Regions from separate parts of the Mus musculus genome. Here region 1 is linked to region 2. Evidence: chromatin contacts called from public HiChIP or PLAC-seq data. All regions are on one chromosome and are shown on one strand. The core of a region is the stretch at or near the end of the contact, and the rest is flanking DNA. Distances in the headings are between cores, read along the strand shown. Region 1 holds the start of Bmpr2 (bone morphogenetic protein receptor, type II (serine/threonine kinase)). Region 2 holds the start of Cflar (CASP8 and FADD-like apoptosis regulator).

Region 1 (3,640 bases), core at 529-3,028, 1.1 Mb before region 2:
AATCGAAAATATTAAAATATCAAGTTTCAATATGTAATCAAATCATATTTCCCATGATTTTTAACAATACATAGATTCATTATTAAAACTCTAAATATAATGGTGCTTGAGAAATGGCTTTGCCATTAAAGACTACACTCATAACTAAAAATATGAAATACTACATATTAATCAATATAGACAATAGTATCAAATTCACAAAAGGGAACTTCAAATTTTCTTTCAGTATTTTCCCAGAACAGACATCTAAAATGTAAATTAAACAAGTAATCTCTGTGTCTAATACAGCAATGAAGAATTCACTGAATGTGAAAATTACTTTTTAAAAAATTGTAAAACCATTACTTTGTGTACTCAATTTTAAATGCATACTTCATGTGACTATTTAAGAATTCATTCCTGAAATTTTCTAAAAGCAAATCACAGAAGACTGTTGCTTGAAAATAACTGCAATGAGAATATGAGTTGTTTTTTTCTCAAGGCGATTGAGAAGTAAAGAGGAAATGGCCAAAGGAAAGGGGAGTAGCATTTCCTTTCACACGTTAGGAAAATGTCAAAGAACTTTCAGGAGTCAAATCTCCTCGAAGTCTGATGTGAGGTCAAAATTGTCTCAATGACAGGAAAACCAACAGACGCCAGATGACTAATAGAAAAGTTATCAAAAACACTTCTGTGCCCAACAGTAATTCCAAAGGGATACAAAGTTAAGAATATCCAGGATAAAGAGACAGAGAATAGTTAAGATTCTTGGGAGCAAAACAATATTAATGATGACATCAACTGTGTTAGTATACACTGTTATCAAGATTCTCACACAGTGACTTCCTCAACGTTTACTCTATTCATCAGGTAACATTTTTTTTCAGGTAACATTTTTAAATAACGAAAAGTAATGTGGATTCCCAAAGAGTGATCTAAATGTAAAAATAAGGTTCAATCAAGTGTGTGTCTAGTTGTTCTTTTTATTGTAAACCAAATCTGCTTCTTTCCATCAAAGTAAAAAAACCACCTTTATCTCCAAAAATCTAATAGACAGTTCACTAGTGATTAAAATATTATTTTTAATCCTTGCATTACCTCACAGCTAAAAATGTCAAGATACCACACCCAATATGTCTTTTTCCCCCCGTGGGGGAGGGGTCAGGGAATACGGGAGTAGGGACGGGAAACAACACGCAAACACCGAAGGTGATTTCCCTGGCTGGCTCCTCCACCCGGATCCGAGAGCACACGTTGCGAGGGGAGAGCACAGGGCTCGGCCTCTGCAGGCTCTCTCCCTCGCCACCCACTGGAGTAGGAGCTGGGACATACCACCTAGGGCTACTCACCAGCCGTAGTGCTGACCAGCAGGACGGCCCATAGCAGCCAGGGCACCCGAAAGGGCCGATGCAGCGAGGAAGTCATCCCTGGGCCAGCAAAGAAGCAGGAGGGCAAAGAAAAGAAATCTGGAAAGTAAATTCGGGCGGAGAAATCCGGCTAGGAGGCTGCTCTTCGTCTGATTTATCCTGCCCGGATTACAATGCAGTTTGAAAGGACAAATGGCAGATGCGAGGACCTAGCTAGTAGAGCTCTCATTCCACTGCAGAATTTCCCTTCATTTCGCTCCCTCGTGGCTGGGGGGCTTCATTCGCCTAGGACGGGGTGTCTCGGCTCCCCAAATTGAAGGCATGTCCATGGGGAAGACGCAGGGAGCCCAGAAGAAACCCCTGCAATTATTTCCCTCGTAGTTTCACGATATCAAAAAAATACCCAGATCTGGGAGAAAACATATCCAGAGTGCCGGGGGGGGGGGGGGGGGGAGGGCGGGGACTCGATGGGAGCACTGAGGATCAGAACAAGTTCCCGACCGCCGGGAAGGGCGAAGCGGGGCAGGCAGCGGCGCCCGGCCGCCGGAGTAGCATCGCTCCGTACTCCGAGGACAGTGGGGTTCCTTTTAAAGTTTCGCTTCGTTGCTTCCTTCACTCGGATTTCGACATCAACAAATCCTTCCCACCGACTGGGTCGAAAAAGGTGCCTGCTTCCATGGGCGAGTCCACAGCTTCCTCGGAACAATCGCGCGAGGGTCGCTCAGGCCGGGCCTCGGGGCGCGGGGGAGGGGAGGGTCGCGGCGACGCGGCGAGCCCGGGCGAGCGACACGCGGGGAGGTGCGGGGCTGGCCCTTCGAGGGCGCTCCGCCCGCGGCCTCGCTCTCGGCTACTCCAGCCCCTCGCTCTTGCCTGAAGTAAATTCCACCATGAAAACCGGGTCTCCTCCCGTCGATGGCTTGCGGGAGCGAATCACAGCCCCTCTGGAGAAAGCCGCCGCCGCCGCCGCCGCCTCGTTCTCCGCAGCTCTGGGCTCCGGGCGGAGCTCGGGCGTCGCGGGCCGAGGGCGGGGGGCGGCGGGAAGACGGACGTAGGTGGCCGAGGAAGGGGGTGGGCAGCTGAGCTTGCGAAACACCCCGAGCCCCTCCGGGAAGCACCTCCAGCGGTTCCAAGCAGACCAGACACAAAGGGGGGAGTCGCCGCAGCTGCCAGTCTGAGGCGCTCCCGGTCACCGGAGTCGCCCCGCCCCCGCCGCCGCCTCCTCTCAGTCTCCGGCTCTCCAGCCGACCCCTGTCTGTCTCGGGCCTGTGGTGCAGCGCGGGCGGCGGCGGCGGCGGCGGCGGCGGCGCCACTGAGCCGCACTGCGCCTGCGCGCCCGCGGCCCCGCCCGGCCCCGCCCCTCACTCCCAGGCTTGCTGGAGAGTGAGGCCCTCGCGCGGCGTCTCTCGCCTGGGCGCCCAGTGCAGGGAAGGGTTGTCGTGGGCTGCGGGTGGGCAGCCTAGGTCCCTTTCCTCACACAGGCGAACGCTCCGCACGTGGACGCCGTGCGATCTGTTCAAGCGTGTAAGGGAGGGCGGCCACAATCTTTTGTTTAACGTAGGTTAAAGGCTACCCGGGAAGGTGGGCGAGAAGCCTCGAAGGCACGCCGTCGTTGTTGGTGGCGGCGGGCGCATCCTCCTCGGTTTCCCTGAGAATCCCGACCGAGCCGCCTTTCCCAGGAGCCGAGACCCGGGCCTCGTCGGGTCCCCCTCCCGTCGCGGCCCAAACAAAAGCCTCCTGCCTCAGTCATGAAGACCGCGAAGCTGACGTGTGTGCGCTAGTCTGGGTCGGGCTTTCCTCGAACAGCCATCCCCGGGGCCCTCTTGGATGACAAGGCTGCTGAGCAATTGCGAGCACGCGAGACCGGAGAGAAAACTTAAGATCGCACACGCCGGCCTGCTGTGCGTGCGCGTCTCCTGCTCCGCCCGCACCTCTCCTGGGGAGGGTTTTATTCACAAAGGCCCGAGGGTCTTTGCAGGGCCTGTTAAAGGAGAACTGCGACGCAGTGTAGTTGCTTCTAGGTATGGAGTGTGGTCCTAGCTCCTCACTCATCGAATAGAGACAGTCCCGCCAGCACTGCAGTTTCCTAACCACTTTAAACCTCTTTAAAAAAAAAATCTCAATTTGGCTTGATTCAGGCAACCAGGATAGGGAAGGGATCCCCTACAGGGTCAGCCGACTTGGGTGGGATTTTTGCTAGGGGAGAGGGGAGAAGATGACGTGCTTGGCGCCATGATCGGAAGTCTGGGTTTAATTCTTTAACTGCGAGGTGGAAAATTTGCGTGGGAGGGCGATCT
Region 2 (3,567 bases), core at 70-2,569:
GGAGAAAGAAAGAAAAAAAAAGAGCCAATGAAACAAATCCAAGTGGCCACTGCACAAGATGGGGAAGGAGGGGAAACTAGGATGGAAACAGAAAAACAACACCACAAACATCTGTTCTGAAAGACTGTTTGGAGAAAGAATACGAAAAGGAGCTGGATGGCTGGGGCCAAGGGAAGATTCCCAATTTTTTTAAAGGCAACCAAAAGACTGTATTTGAGTACACCAATGTATGTGACTAGAACCAGCCACCTCTGGCTGTCGCTAGGGAATGGACTCGTGGGAGGTGGGGGCAGTGTCTGTATTTACTTTGCAGGTATATTTTATTTATATTATAACTTGCCTGAAAGGTTTTGGATATTAAAATGCAATGCAAAATAAGAAGTAAAATCCTTAGTAAGGAGCAAGACAGCTGCCCCAGGTGGGGTGTCAAGTCTTCCCAGAGGTGAAGGTCAGCTAGGGCGTCATAACACAGGTAGTGCTTCTTGTTTCTGAGATTTAAGAGAAATAATGCTTTGAGTATAGGAAGGCCCTGGGCCAAACCCTCACTGCCTCACTCTTGGCCAGCAGGCTTCTTGCCAGGATAAGCTGTCCTTGAGCTTTGTCCAGGCAGCCTCTACGCTGGGATTATAGAAACAAACAAAAAACACCCAAGTACCTTGTTCGAAATTTCACGCCATCCAGAGTCACACACTAAATTAACAAGGAGGCATTTGAGTCCAGTAACAAGTTTAATTTAATAAGTCTTTGGCTCTCTTCAAGAAAGACTTGGATTTGAATGTGCCACAAGTCTGGAGGTGCTGTGAGTGGATCCCCAAAAAGCACAGAAGGAACCAAGAGTGGAAGATAGGAAACGAACACTTTCCTACATTAATCAGGAGTCAGCTCTCCAACTTCCCAAGTCCCTTTGGGAACTGCAAGAATAGGAGGGGTTCTGGGATTACTCACACCGGGCGGTCGCCGGCCCATCCCACTCAACAACGGCTTTGTCGCCTGTCTTCGCTGGAGACCACCAGAAAACTGGATCGAACGAGACACTGGAAAGAACACAGAGAGGAGCAGACTCTTCAGTAGGCGTCCAGGAAAGTTAGCCTGCGGAGCTGGCCCAAGCTGCTAGCCAGGTGACGCGCCCAGCGAGCCCAACAGGTTCAGGAATGAGATGCGACCGCTCTCTCCCAGCGATAAGGACGTCCCCAGAGTACTCTTGCGGGGGCAGAATCGCGAGTGTGAGCAAAGAGAAGGGCTCCGAGAAGATGAGAATGGCCGCCATTTCACCAAAACTGAATCGAGGCCATTGCTGAATTCCACAATCCTAACAAGAGGGCGGAGGAAAGTTACAGGAAGCCAGAGAGGAAGCCAACTTCCGCCTCTAGGGGCGAAACTGACCAGTCAAGGCTCAAAAAAAAAAAAAAAAAAAAAAAAAAGAAAGAAAACCCCAAAGACCGCACATACCCCAAATCCCGCCCCCCATGCTACTTCTCTGAAGGAAGGAAACACCCCACTTCCCACCCACCCACCCCCCACCCGGGTTTCTCGCAGCTTGGGAAACTAGGTTAGCAAGTGGTGACTTGCTAAAGAATTAAATGTCATCAAAAACAATGTACAACATAAAACTTCTGGAAAAATCCATTGAAGCTGAGTGTGGTGGTGTACGCCCAGCTTTGGGGGCGGGCGGGGGTGGGGTCGGCTGCTGAGAGAAGATTTTAGCGGTCAAATCGCTTGCTTACCCAAAGCCTCCACCTCCGCGCCCCACCCCGCCCCCCACCCCCCACCCCCCCCCCACTCCCCCCCCCCGCTCCAGCTGCCAAGTGAGGTCTCTGCCTTCAGAAACCCTGTGCTCTGGACATTGGTCACTGAATACACACAGTACCTAAGTGTCATCCCAGCTGGTTGGAATAAAGACTTTCAATAGGCTATGAACTTTGGCTACGTGGTTATCTCTGGTGGACTCCCAGGAACAGTGACTAATAGCGACATACTCTCTAATCCTAGTAATCCAATCAGGAGGCAGACACAGGTGGATCTCTGCACAGTCTAGGGCAGCCTGGGCTACACAGTGAGTTTAAGGAGAGCCAGGGCTGTATAGAGAATAGAGTCCTGTCTCAGAATACCAAAAAATAAAATAAAAAAATAATTTGCTTACAAACCAAGCTTGTTTGTGATACCAGAGAGCTGAGCTTTCTGCTTTGTTCAGAACCTTTTGTAAACTAGGAGGTCGACCTTTTATCTAAAATCTCTTCTTAGGTTTTAAATTTTAGATCATCCCTATTGGTCAAGGCCTGACATATGACACTCCCTTCTGGCCCCACCCCTTTTACTGTTAAAAAATTTTTTTTCGAAGGTTACCTGAACCCGGAGGATTTAATTAGACTCCTTGAATTTACTTCCAGCGAACTTGTCCACCAAAAGAGAGAGAGAGAGAGAGAGAGAGAGAGAGAGGGAGGGAGAGAGAGAGAGAGAGAGAGAGAGAGAGAGAGAGAGAGAGAGAGAACCAACTTTTCGAAAGGAAAGCTGGAAACTGGACAGTTCAACTCCAGGAAATGAGTAATTCTCTAGATGTTTTGTGCTTGACTAATTGTGGCTCGGCCAGCAAAGTTAATCTTTAGTTTTCCGACAGGAACACAGGAATGCTCCCCCTTGGGGGTTTATGGGTGCTCCCTCCAGTCCTCAATGCAGTCACTACAGCTCCGGGGTGCCTTAGGGTCATTAAGGGTCACTTCCCTGAAGATCCCATCCCCTGAACACACCAGGCCTCCTTGAACTGGGAGTTGTTGCCACCTGTGGTCGCCCTGAGCCCTGGTTCTTACCCAGCCAGCAAAGCCAGTAAAGGAGCTACAGTCCTCCGCGCCCTCCCGGGCTCCGCCCGCCATCCCCTGTGCGCCAGCGCCGGCGCCGGACTCGTAGCGACCTCCTTGCCGGGCTAGAACGCGCACGGCACAGCGGCCCGGGACTTAGGGTCCCAGGCTCGCGCAGCGTCGCGAGTAGCGCGCCAGTTACACCGCGCAGGTCACGTACCTGTCCGGCCCTAAGTGGCCGCTTGAGAGGCTCAGGTCTCAGAGACTTCGCTGCGTGCTTTAGGGTCCGCAAAATGGAGACGCCCAGAAACCGAAAGCAGACGTGGCAGCAGGCGCAGCGTCTCTGAGCCCTGGCTCGCATCCTGGGCCGGGTTTTTAGCAAAGACAAAGGTCTTCCGAGCAGTCAGCATAGAGGCCGAAAAGCATTCTCTCCAGACCCTTACTTGACTTTATAAAGACAAAAAAAAGTCTTTGGCTAGATACACTTTTAAATACAGAAAAACACAAATAAAATAACAAATATCTTTATTTCTACCAGTCTGAACATGTAGGCTTCCTTTTTTATCCGGTGGAGCCGCTCCAGTGGAAGGAGACAAAGTATCAACACATTTTCTGTGTTACTCTCTTGGAGGCCTTGTGGTGGAAGAGGACAGGAAGCAAAGGAGAGAATCAGCTCTACAAGTTGTCCCCTGATAACCACGCGTGTGCCAGGGCATGTGTGCCCACACACATAAACATAATAAAATTAAAACTAAGCCTTTAGCCTTTAAGCCTC

Evidence for each region. HiChIP or PLAC-seq counts read pairs in DNA pulled down with a chosen protein or histone mark.
Region 1: a contact with region 2 is called in an H3K27ac HiChIP or PLAC-seq map of regulatory T cell precursor, with 8 times the contacts expected there. The contact joins the promoter of Bmpr2 here to the promoter of Cflar in region 2. A contact is called at or near these places in 1 of 39 promoter capture datasets (liver), 1 of 484 Hi-C or Micro-C datasets (uterus), 3 of 115 datasets of contacts at active chromatin or transcription factors (bone marrow-derived dendritic cells, extraembryonic endoderm stem cells and regulatory T cell precursor) and 1 of 9 other capture datasets (liver).

The regions. Positions count from the first base shown.
Region 1 is chr1:59,762,417-59,766,056 of GRCm38.p6, reverse strand. Bmpr2 (bone morphogenetic protein receptor, type II (serine/threonine kinase)) reads right to left here and starts at 1,778. Exons shown (of 13, transcript NM_007561.4): 1 at 1,329-1,778. The coding sequence starts at 1,404.
Region 2 is chr1:58,711,038-58,714,604 of GRCm38.p6, reverse strand. It overlaps Cflar (CASP8 and FADD-like apoptosis regulator), which reads right to left and starts at 1,319. Exons shown (of 10, transcript NM_207653.6): 1 at 946-1,319.